Regions from separate parts of the Rattus norvegicus genome. Here region 2 is linked to region 1. The links are chromatin contacts, called in public Hi-C maps. All regions are on one chromosome and are shown on one strand. The core of a region is the stretch at or near the end of the contact, and the rest is flanking DNA. Distances in the headings are between cores, read along the strand shown. Region 1 overlaps LOC108350647 (a long non-coding RNA gene). Region 2 has its middle 23 kb from the start of Klhl7.

Region 1 (6,145 bases), core at 1,053-3,552:
CTGTGTCTGTATATGTATATGTGTGTATGTGTGTGTCTCTGTATGTTTCTGTGTGTGTATGTGTGCTTGTGTATGTGTGTGTGTCTGTGTGTATGTGTGTGTCTGTGTGTGTATATGTGTGTGTGTCTGTGTGTGTATATGTGTGTGTATATGTATGTGTGTATGTAGTCTGTGTGTGTCTGTGTGTGTCTGTGTGTGAATACATGTGTGTCTGTATGTGTCTGTGTCTATATATGTATATGTATGTGTGTGTCTCTGTATGTGTCTGTGTGCTTGTGTATGTGTGTGTGTATGTGTGTGTATGTCTGTATGTATGTGTGTGTATGAGTGTGTGTGTGTTTATAGACCAGAAGACATTCCCAGGAGGAAGAGCCTTGCTCAACCAACCACCCACCTGTGCCTCACCAGGAACAGAGACGCTCTCCCCCTGCACAGACACTCCGGCATGAGCCCCAAAAGCGTGGGAATACAAACTGAAGGGAACGTGGGGTCTGAGGAGAGCTCCCCCTGCCTGCCCTGAGCCATGTTTGCAAAGATCCACAGACGTCCCAGCCAGAAGACAGAGCAGAGGACATGAGCAAGGGTGTGTCCCGCCCACCTGCCTCTCTGCCGCCCTGATCCATCCCAGCCCCATGTAAAGCAGAGTGTGATTTTGTTTGTGGCTCCTCCGATGCCAGGTGGGGATGCAAATACGAAAGCTGCTTTACATAAGGAAGAGGAAGCCATGTGGGCATGAGAGCCTGTTGCTTTAGAGGCCTCTGGGAGAGGGAAGGGAAGGAGGTTGTGACCACCTGTCCTCTGTTCTCCCAGACAAAAGCCCTGGCCCAGGGTCAGAGGGGCTCTCTACGGACCTTTCCCAGAGGGAGGAACATGGAGATCTATCCCAAGACATGAGACAGACAAACACAAACTTGGTTGTCTGAAGGACAGAACAAGATGGAGCATTCTGGAGCAGAGGCTGGGGATTGTCTGGGACCTAACTCCATGAAGGAGGACCTGGACCCCGAGCCTTGTGGAAGGAGTCCCTGCTAGGGTAGGAGTCTGGCGCCACCTAGCTCTGCATAGTCACGTAGGAGCCACATGACCTCTGAGGCCCCACTCTCTATAGCAGGAAGACGTCTAGCTGACTTTCAAGCCTGCTCTTTCCAGGTTTGCCAGCAAGTAGTTCATCGTGTCCCTGGCCTGGCTTCTCGGTGTCAGCTCAGACCATGATCCCATGGCCACCCTGTCTGTCCTCAGGTGTTCGTCCGCATGGCCACCGCCTCCCCACCTCACCTACTTCCTTGACCCCCTAGCAAGGCAAAGCCTAGCATGGCAGTTCTCAGACCAGCCCTTCCTGCAAACCCTTGCCTTCCTCCCACACACTCATGAAGAGGCCTGCAGACCACTGGCATCTCGGATTTCAGCTTTTGCTCCTGACTGGAAGATAAGAAGTTGTCTCCTTGTTACTTTCAGCTGCAGCTTCTCTGAGGGTCTCTGCCATCTTGTCTCTGAGGCTTGGAGCCGCACTTAGTCCGAAGGGTGGTTACACTGAGGGCCGAGGGGTCCCAGAACCCAGGGAGCCATTAGCAAAGGGTCCCCTAGAGAGAAAACAGCCCATCACTTGCAGTGGCCAGTGTGGGTGGCAGCGTGTGTGCCCAGTGTGGTGAGACTCTCTGCCATCCTCTAAACCTTGAAGAATGCCGGTGGGAGCCGTTATCGGCCATTTCAGAGTTTCTTTGGGACATTTGTTTTGTTCTAGAACTCAAGCTTCACTGGACCTCATGGCAGCGCTTCTTGCCTCAATTTCCTGAGAGCTGGGATTACAGGCCTGAGCCACCATACCCAGTCCGGTTTCAGGGTTGTACCCAAGGTCGGCAGAAGGAAGTATTAATAAGCTACATTAAAGCCACTCCACCCACGGCTCAAACCACCGCCAATCAATTCTGTACGAGCCGCTGCCAGGTCAGGCTCCCTGGGTGTTGATTTCCTGCTCCGGAGTATCAGTGAGTCATCTGCCTCCTCCTCTCCACTTTAACTGTGGCTCTGAGACCCGAGAGTCTGCAGAAGCGAGGTCACATGGCGTCTTTATTTAGTAGCCGGTTCCCAACTGGCAGGAGGGGAAGGACAGCCAGACACTTCCTAGAAACAGCTCCCTTTCAATTTCCGGAGCCCACAGCAGCTAGGAAGCTCGATGGTGTCTTAAATTCCTGGACTCCATGTCGGGCCGCTGACGTTCAAGACTTGGGGTGCTGACTAAAGGATGGGCTGGGGCAGAGACGCAAACGACAGGAAACAGACTTCCAGAGGGTAGGGCTTTGTGCCATGTGGCCACCAGGTGGCGCCCAGCGCTTCAAACTGCTAACATCAAGGGGCCAGGCTGGAGCCCTGTTAATCTCTCACAGATTAGTGCCGAGATGTTATGCCCCCAGGTGGGAGGCAGAAGCATGACCAAATGTCGCAGAATTATCCTGCATTCATTTAGACCAAGTTCATGTGAATGTCACGAGAAACTAAATTAACAACGAATTCCACGGGGGAGTTTTACTTCTATGTAAAACTCAGATCTGGCTGGTATAGGTTTCCCTCACAGCCTCCCAGACCAACATCTGAGCACACACACCATATCTGAGAGGACAAAGGACGGCAAGGCCCCCACTTCAAGACTTTTCAAGCACCTCTTGGGAAGGCATCACATACCTATAATCTCAGCACTTGGGAGACTGAGGCAGGAGGATCACCACAAATTCAAGGTGAGCCGAAGCTACAACTGTGACCCTATTTCAAAAACCAAGCAAGGAGGTCCACAGACATCATCTGTACCTATAAATCATGAATTGTAACCCAGCCACATGAGGCCTCTGGGAACTGGAGTCCTATGCACAAACATTGCTGAATTAAATAATTAATAATTAAGTCCCGGCTACGGGTTCTCTATCCACTTCAATGGTCTGTGTTCCCAAAGGAAAGACACATGTCTTAGTCACCACAATAGCTGGGCTACTGCTTAACCTCCACTGATAGAGTCTACCTCTTACTGATAATTCCAAGTCACAACTTAACTAAATTCTGTGTTCTGTCTTGGCTGCTCTGGAGTCAGAGAGCTACCCAACTGGGCCTTGCTCTGGGCCGCGCTCTCCCAGCTCCTTCACATGGTGGCCATGCCTCTCTGTCCTTCACTCTTCTCAGACATGGCATTTCTCCTCTCCACACTCTCCTGTCATGGCAGATCTTCCCTCTCCTTCTTCCTCTTAGCCCAAAGCCTGGGAAATTCTAAAAGTCCCGGTTCTGTCTGCCCTGCCCAGTCATTGGCTGCTGACATCTTTATTTACCAACCAGAACCAACTGGGGACAGGGTTCCTCAGCATCTTAACTGCGGACATGCAGACGATCGATCGTGCAAACAATTTGGGGGCCCAAATTAACATTAGAATGCAAGCAGCATAGGCCAAACCCACTACATTTCTCCCGTTCTCTCCAATTAAAAACACTCCTTTCTCTCGGACATAAATTGGACACGATTATAACAATTGTGCACATTATAAAGTATGTATACGCTTATAACATCTAGTCCATCATCTTTGGCAATTTAGATAAAGTATTCTATCTATCTATCTATCTATCTATCTATCTATCTATCTATCTATCTATCATCTATCCTAACTTAAAGAGTTTAAAATTCTGTACCTGAATTCTGTTTAATTTTAATCTGTTTAATTGTAATACCATCTGAAAACTATCCTTTCAAATCTAGAACCTCTTCTCTAATGTTAGATAACTTAAGTTCAATTATGAGACTATAACTAGTCTTCAATCCCGTCAGAGATCTGAGAAGGAATTAAATATTAACTGACTATGTAGGAAGCACAAAAGCATAGATTCCAGAGCTGCCTGGACAGTCCCCAGTATCCCTTATAATGTTGGAGCATTGGTCTTCAGCCTCTGGCCCAGAACATCTGACAGACCTTAACTGAAGCAGGAATTAAGAAAGTTCAGCTTACCCTGTCTTGGCAGAGCTTAACAGTAAACTACCCGGCATCCGATTTGCCCTTTTCTGGACAGCATTTGTCTGCAGAATGAATGAGGGTATTTCTTGCCCAGTGGCTTGCTTGCCACAATTGAAGTGACTCCTATCGGAGGTAATGATGCTCAATATCTTCTCTGAAGTGTGAGGGGGTGCTGTCAGAAGCAGACACGTCTCCTAGTCAAAATTTATAGATAGATAGATAGATAGATAGATAGATAGATAGATAGATAGATATAGATATAGATATCATATATATGATATCTAAAGTACACCCCCAAGTAATTTCAGGGTTCAGTTTTTGGGAAAGCACCAACATCCACCTCACTGTTGAGGTCACTGAACGCCTGTGCCTGCCGCCAGTTTTCCTGAGCCCTATAGCTCCCCACGTCTGAGGCCCCGCTCCCCTGCCTGCCTGTGTTCTGATGCTTCTTCCAGACTTGAACGTCACCATCTGTCTCCGTGTCCCATGAGAATCTCACCTCCAATGTGTCTAAGCCAGCTCTCAGCCACATACCAGTTCTGTGCTCCCTGAATGGAAAAGCCATAATTGTTTCTCAGTTTCATTGCATGCTGCCATAGACTTTTTTTTTAATGCGAAAACAATTTATGGGAGAACTGGGTATATTTCAGCCCACAATTCCAGGCTACAACCCATAGCATCAAGGAAGTCAAGGTACAAAAACCGGAGACATCTAGCTAGTCGCAGCCACAGTCAAGAGTAAAAGGCATGCGTGCCTGTGCTTGGCTTGCTGTGGCTTGTCCACCACAGAGATGAGAGTCTCCTGTTGAGGGGATGTTGCCACCCATGCTGGCAGGCTGACATCAGTGAATGTAACCAAGGTAATTCCCCCAAACACATGCTACTCTTTGTGATAATACTTCATTAAGACATTCTTTCCCAAAGGATCCTAGATTGTGTCAGCTGGACAAAACAAACCATCAAAATGTCCCTGTTTGCCAAGCATAGGAGCGAAAGCTGACCCCTGTCTTCATTCCTGTGTCCTCTTCCACCTTTGTCCTCTACACTACACCTTAGGAGGTAATAAGTGCATCGTGAGAAACTGAAACAACACAAAGGCAAAGGTGTAGGAGCGCAGGGATGCGTGTGACACCATGTCCATGTGGGACGGTGCTAAGCAGCATACATCACGCCTGTGCACACATCGGAAATGCTTACCCATCCAAAATCCCAAAGCTGTGGGAGTGGCCTCATTTCTTAGCAACTCCTCCTGAGTTTGAGCCTTCCTTTGTGTCCCTGGGGTGTCCCTGGGATGTCCCTGGGGTCTATGACATCATTCCTTTCCACAGTGGCCTGCTGCTCCTCATCCCAGGTCTGAAGACAGCACAGGCTTACCTCCACCAGACCAGTCTCACTTGATTGTAAGGGATCAATCTATGCCACCCTCCCCAGGGCTCCCACCATTCTCAGGGAATAATGCAATCTAAATCCTTTACCAAGACTTATCAAGCTCTGCAGGAGAGGACCTCTCCTTACATGCTCCTAAAAGCCATGCCATATGGGAACTGGTTTCCACAAGCGCCTCGACTACAGCCCCAGTAGCCTACAGCAGCAGTGAGTGACGGCTGGGCTTGTAGCCTGTATTCGCTCTCCTTCATCTTTAACACCTGCTTGACAGTGAGCTTTCACCGCCAGATTGGGAGATAGTGCAAAACGCAGGCAGAAATATTTGACCTTTGACGCTTACCTCTGTGCTCATTCTCCACAAAGCCAGGGTGAGAAGTACTTTATCCAGAGAGTCATTGGCCTGTAAGCATAATGTTTTGTACCCAGTGTGGAGTTTACAACATTTCTTTAATCTGTGTGAGTTGTGATTGTACCACTGTGGCTCAGTTCTTGTTTGCCCCATGTAGAACATCATGGTGGCAGAAACACGTGGCAAAAGACATCTGTTCAACTCTGCCAGCTCGGCCCTAATTTCTAAAAGCCTCATAACCTTCCAAAACAACATCCCCAGCATGAAAAACACAGGGCCCGACCATGAGCCTACGGAGAACATTTAACAGTCAAAATCACACCCCGCACCCCCAAAAGCAGCGGTTCTTAGCCCGTGGGTTGCAACCCCTTTGGAAAACCTCTATCTCCAAAAGTATTAAGATTACTATTCAAAACAGCAGCAA
Region 2 (6,145 bases), core at 2,406-4,905, 160 kb before region 1:
CATTCATGGCCCACCCCAGTGTCTGATCTGACATCCTTTGGATCTTAAGTAAAACTCTTAGAAATGTATTCTTTGAAAACCACTGGGTTCCACCAAGCCTAAAGTTTGCAGTGCCATCAAACAACATCTAAGACCTAGAGCTGGGTTTTCTCTGCTTTACCTTAACCTGCCTTTTCTAGAACTCCCCAACAGTGCACTAAGCAAATGCCTTACAATTTCTTCTGTGACAAAAAAAAAGTCATGTTATCCCTTCTGTGGTGGAGTATGTGATGCAGAGAAGCCTAAAGTCATTTCTTGGGTCATGTTCAGTTGGTGTTTGTTTGTTCTGTTTGCTTGTTTAAGACAGTTTTCCTGTATAGCCCTGACTGTCCTGAACTCACTCTGTAGACCAGGCTGCCCCCGAACTCAGAGATCTTGCCTCTGCCTCCGAAGTGCTGTCCTAAGTATGCCTTGAGTTAAAGGTATGCCTTGCTTATGAGCAATTACATTTGGCTCAGAGTAAGCTCTCTTTTATTCTTTTTAAAGTGAAAACGGTATTTCGCACCAACAATCATATTCCAGTGCTAGAAAAGCTCCAACAGCAAGAATAATTCATAATTTATTGGGGTTCATATGCTTATTTAATTTACCGAATATCTACTATTTGCCATACAAACAGAATCCCCTTGGCCCTGCCACCAAGATTGCTATTAATCTTGGAAGAAATGAACGGTTCTGACTCACATTGGTTGCAAAGACATCTAAAGAGGGACTGACCAGTCTGCCTGAACAAAACATAATCCAGAGTTATCTGGTAAGCCAAGGCTGCTGCCAAACACTCAAAATAGATCTCACACATTCCAGGTCCTAAAAGTCATGTTGAATGTGTACATCAGACGCTGGGAACACACCCATTACAGTGAAATAGTAGCTTCTTTTTAAAGAGAGGTTTGGAGAAGTTAGTTCTAGAATGAGCGTTGAGTGGGGGACATGGTGCATCCTGGAAGCCATGGCTCACCCAGTTCTCCTGATGAATATTGTAACTAAGTTTCCAAAGTGTACTTGACTGCCAATCCACAGCTGATAAAAGCCTAAATGGGTTGCAAAGCTGCAGGTCACCCTCAAGCATTTGATAAGATGCTAAACAGTCTGCGGAGAAAGTCGCCCGTGAGACACCACAGTTTTCTTGCCATGTAGAGCACTTGCCAGAAGCTGAGAGCAGCCCACAGTACGCTTGGTGGAGATGGTTGAGCGTCTGGAGTGTGGCTGTGTCTCTGGAGAGCCAGAGAGCAGGAAGTCGATGAGTGAAATGGTAGGAGAAGAAAGTGGAGTCTTCCTTTACCGTTTCCAGTGGTTGGCTGGCAGGGTTGCAGGTGCTAGGGTGAGTGCAAGCTGGATTCACAGTTCCCCCCAGTCTTGGCTTGAGAAAGAAGTAAATTGAGAAGTTTATCTTGTTCTCCTACGATGTGGAAGAAAGAGCAGGTACAGTGACTCTCGTTGCCAGGCACAAAGGATGCCAAGGCGAGGAGCTGGAGGGAACTGCCTGGGGTTAGCTGATTCTCAGCCCTTTCAAGTCAGTGCCTCCTCAGGCAGACAAGAGGAGGTGGAGGAGCAGGGTGGCCTAAGAAGGATGAATCCTGTGTGACTGTTAATCTTCACTGTTAATTTGACTGGATGTAGAATCACCATAGAAACAGAGCTCCAGGTGGGACTGTGAAAGTGTTCTAGAGAGGTTTTGAATATGGGTGACACTATTCCCTTGGTTTGGGTTCTCAACTGAAAACAAACAAGAAAGCATGCTGAGGACCAATGTTCATTACCCTCTGCTTCTTGTCAGCGACTAAGTTGTCACTAGCTGGGCATGCTCCTGCCTCCACGCCTTTCTGTCCACACTCAAGCTGAGAACCAAAATAAAACCTTCTTTAGGATGCTTTTGTCAAGTGTTCTGCAATGAGAAGATAATGCAGCATCTTAGAGGGGTGCCCTGGGAACCGCCAGCCCCTGCAGCCCCCTTGCTTTAGCACTCTCACAGATGGCTCCTGTGGGCGGGAGCTCTCAGTCCCACAGGTTTGCTGAGCTTCTCCTTGTTGTCGTCTCCCAGTGTTGTGTCCAATCTTTCTTTCTTTCTTTCTTTCTTTCTTTCTTTCTTTCTTTCTTTCTTTCTTTCTTCCTTCCTTCCTTCCTTCCTTCCTTCCTTCCTTTCTTTCTTTCTTTCTTTCTTTCTTTCTTTCTTTTCCATGACTGATGTTCTCTCCACGGTCCCCAATTCTTGATAGATTTCACATGCTCTTTCGGCAATATGGCTACGTGAAGTCACTTAGGTGTAGTTCCAATCGTCTCTGGTTCAGTGAGGTCTCAGAAGCTTGCTTCCCTGAAGGAAAGCTCTTCGTGTGGTCCGTATCTTTATCAGCTCCTAGCATGAACCTGGTGAATGAAGCATTTGGTGAAGTTCTTCAAAGACGGACATCCAAGCTCAGGATAGGAAGGCAGGAACATGTAGATATACACATGGCTGGAGAAGGGAACTCAAGGAAGTCCAGGTTTTCTGGCAGTCCGTGGTCTCCACAGTCTGTGAGAGGGATTGGTGGGGGAGGTCATCATGGCAGCAGCTGAGAAGTGCCCGGGCGGTAGCACGACTTGGGGTTCTTTAAGAATGTAAACCATGAACTGTCAGGCTCCGATCTGCCCTGCTCAAGTTCACTCAGTAGATGAGTGTTTGATCCCACTGGGGAAAACCTACTTCTGCATTCGGGGTTAGTATAATAAAGTAGGAACGTGGGCTTCTGGGCTTCAGTGCTGTCCACTCCCCACCCTCATCCCCATTAAAACACTGCATGCTGTCCATTTTCCTCCTGTGACTGTAAAACATTAAGCTAGCATCCCCACACCCTCTCTCTGAGTTACGAGCTCATTGTGCGTCCCAGGCCAGCCTTGAGTTCACCATCCTACTGTCAGCTTCCTGAGTCCCACAAGACTCATATTAGAAGCATGCCCCCCTCACACCTAGCTTCCACAGCAAGTCCTTTTTGAAAAAGAAAATATTTCTAATTAACTTTGACAATTTCACACATTCACATGTTAGCATTTTGTCTAAGCTCCACTCCACAGTTACCTAGCAACAGCCAGGTATGCCTGACTCACTATAAAAGGGGCTGCTTGCTTCCTCCTCGCTCTCTTGCTCTTGTCTTTCTGCTCCTGCTCTGTCCCCTCACCTCTTCCCCTCCCCTCTCCATTCCCTTCCTCCCTCTCTCCCCACATGTTCATGGCTGGCTTCGTCCTCCTCCTCCTCCTCCTCCTCCTCCTTCTTCCTCTCTCTCTCTCTCTCTCTCTCTCTCTCTCTCTCTCTCTCCCTGCCTTTCTTTCTCTGCCTCTATTACCCTCTCAACTCCCCTCTCCATGCCCTGAATAAATGCTATACTATACCGCTGTGAGGCTGGTCCCTCAGGGGGAAGGGATGTCTCAGCATGGGCCTACTGAGGCACCCACTTCCCCATACCTCACTAACACATCCACCAAAACATATCTCCCTTCTCTTTATCTTTTTACAGACACATCAGTATATATTTATACATATATGAATATACAGATGAGTACATTCAGGCTGTGTGTTTGTAGGCGATGCGGGCAAGGCCTATCCAAAGCTTCTGTGCTTGGCTATATCAGGAGAGGCTATGTCAGGGCACAAGAATGTGCCCCACCACGCCTGCCGCCTCTCCGGCATCCGGCACAGTCCCTGACCAGGCTAGCTAACCACCTCCCAAATGCTGGAATTGCAGGCACGCCCGCTACACCCAATCTGCGAGGTGCTGGGATCCAAGCCAGAGCTTTGTGAATGATAGGTAAACAACATGTCAAGAGGGAGAACTCCAGCCTTGCCTGCCACTCTTAGGCAAATTGCTTCATCTCTCAAAAGCTGTCTCTTTACCTGCAAAATGAAGCCGGTAGCATTCCCTATGCTGAGTGCTGTTCTCTTTGAATGAGACAGTGATGCTATTCACAGTGCCTGGTACACAGTGAGTATTCAGCTGCTGCAATGGCTTTTTACTCTGTTCACAAGTTTCAGTCTTCCTCAGGAAGTAATCTATGTCCTTCAATTGAGTATCTCAGAGCACTCTCCTGCTGGGCTTCTGACGACAACACTGGAAAGTACCCAGGAGCAAGAAGTAGGTCTTATACATCCAGAATTCCCTCAGGTACTGGGCTACTCTCTGTAATCCACTTCCGAGGACGCCTGGGCTAGGAAATGTGGACGCTCGCTCTCATCCTTGTGTGTGTTGTTAGTAAATGGCTTTGAAGGAAACAAAATAATCAGAAGAGTTTGATAGTTTATATAACGAGAAGAGATGTGTTTGCAGTCTTTCACACCGCCCCAACTAGGCTTCACATAAATATTTATACCGCTGAATCAAGGTGGCTGTGCGACAGATACTCTATCAGAGCCAACTTTGACTCTCATTTAGCAAATGTGAGGCACAGCTAAATGCTTGGACTGAAATCCATTCGTAGCATGATTTATTGTCATGGTGTCTTTTAAAACTAAAAATGGCATTGCAATTTCACAAGTTATGGTTGAAGTGAATTGGTGTATGACCCACAGGCGATCAGCCAATTATGGAATTTTAAGAAATACATCAACCCCATTAGATTTCAATTTTTTTGAGGATATTTGAGAGACTGCTTTTCACTCCTGACTCTTTCTCTTTAGAATTTATAAACACACACACACACACACACACACACACACACTCACACACTCACACACACACACACACGCCCCTTTTTGGATGAGGATGAGGTTATAACTAAATTACACTTTTTTAAAAAATCAGCTGAAAGTGGAACAGTGAATATATTTGTTTGTATGTTAGCTAGGGGGCGGGGAAAGAACCATCATGCTCCTGGATGCAAGCATGAAAACATGTATCTGAACAGCCTACACACTGCTACTTTGACTTTTGAGTTTAGTTTTTCGACAAGGTCTCATGTCGCTAGCCTAGATTGACCTCAAATTCACTATGTAGCCAAGGATGACCTTGAATCAGGTTGACCTGATCCTCCTGCCTGCACCTTCTGCGTGCTTGCTGGGATTATAGGACGTGTCAATAGAATGGCTTACTGTCTTGTTGAAAGAATTCTCTCTTCTTACATTACCCTTTCAATGTCATGGGGAAACATATGGTGGTGAAGGCTCCTGGTATAGCCTTTTTACCTACACTGAAGCCTTAGAAATAGGAAAAGCAAAGCAATCCTCTCCCTTGGAAAAACCTTAAATTTAAGATATGTAAGAAAAAACCATAGTTAGTGATTGACTGACTGAATCAGTTAAGTGAAGAGCCAAGCCCACTTCTGCTTTCCTCTTCTTTCAAATTCAATGTTGTGTTTGGCTAAGCTTGGTTCAGAGGGGATAATCAGTAGATGTGTAGGAAACGAGGGAGATGAGGGACTATCTCCACAATTAACAAGACACTAAGACCCTGAGGGAATCGTGACCGTTCAATCAATCACTAATTAAGAAAAGACACTCCAGGAAGAGACGCTGAGGCACACACGCCCCTTCCTTTCTAGCCTCCACCTTGGATCCTGCAGCTGCCGTGAAGCTGATGCCTAAGAATCTGACTGACACCTGTAAGCTTCTTTTTAAGGTGGCGATAGTTGCCAAGAAAGAAGTTTACACTTCCCGCTGGAGGACAAGAGTCTGCCCAACCTTCATGCAATGCAGGACATGTAGTCTCTCAAGTCTCTCAAGGCCATGTGAAGGAGCAGTTTGCCTGGAGGTATTTCTGTTGGTACCTTATGCATGGGAGTATCCAGTATCTCCAAGATCATGCCTGCCACCCTGCGCAGCAGCTGTCCAGCTGGCAGGCCTCGGCCCTAAGATCCAGAAGGTGAGTGGCTTGTGAGATTCACAAGAGGGGAGGCAGACAGAGCAGCCTTCAGAAGGAGCGCTGTGCCCCTGGAGCTGACAAGAAAGCTAAGACAATGAATTCCAGTTTAGAGGCAGCTTTGGTAGTGGATGTGGTCAGCCACCTCAGTGAAGTAGTGATTATGTTGTGTTAAATAAACTTTAAAGAGAGAAGGAAGGAAGGAAGGAAGGAAGGAAGGAAGGAAGGAAGGAAGGAAGGAAGTAAAAGAAGAACGGACAGAAGAAAGAAAAGGAAGAAAAGAG

Evidence for each region. Hi-C and Micro-C count contacts between places; a contact is called where the count stands out from the background.
Region 2: a contact with region 1 is called in a Hi-C map of the Rat2 cell line, with 4 times the contacts expected there. The contact joins two enhancer-like sites. A contact is called at or near these places in 3 of 12 Hi-C or Micro-C datasets (the A7r5 cell line, the Rat2 cell line and Schwann cells).

Annotation. Positions count from the first base shown.
Region 1 is chr4:11,805,473-11,811,617 of GRCr8, reverse strand. All of the region lies in intron 1 of LOC108350647 (a long non-coding RNA gene), which reads right to left. Among named protein-coding and RNA genes, the nearest start is that of Nup42, 86 kb to the left of the region's middle. Within about 2 kb of position 2,302, at least 33 of the 93 cell types and tissues checked have an H3K27ac peak or open chromatin away from gene starts, as enhancers often do. A contact at or near this core is called in the A7r5 cell line, where this site is marked.
Region 2 is chr4:11,967,816-11,973,960 of GRCr8, reverse strand. No RefSeq gene overlaps it. Among named protein-coding and RNA genes, the nearest start is that of Klhl7, 23 kb to the right of the region's middle. Within about 2 kb of position 3,655, at least 27 of the 93 cell types and tissues checked have an H3K27ac peak or open chromatin away from gene starts, as enhancers often do. A contact at or near this core is called in the A7r5 cell line, where this site is marked.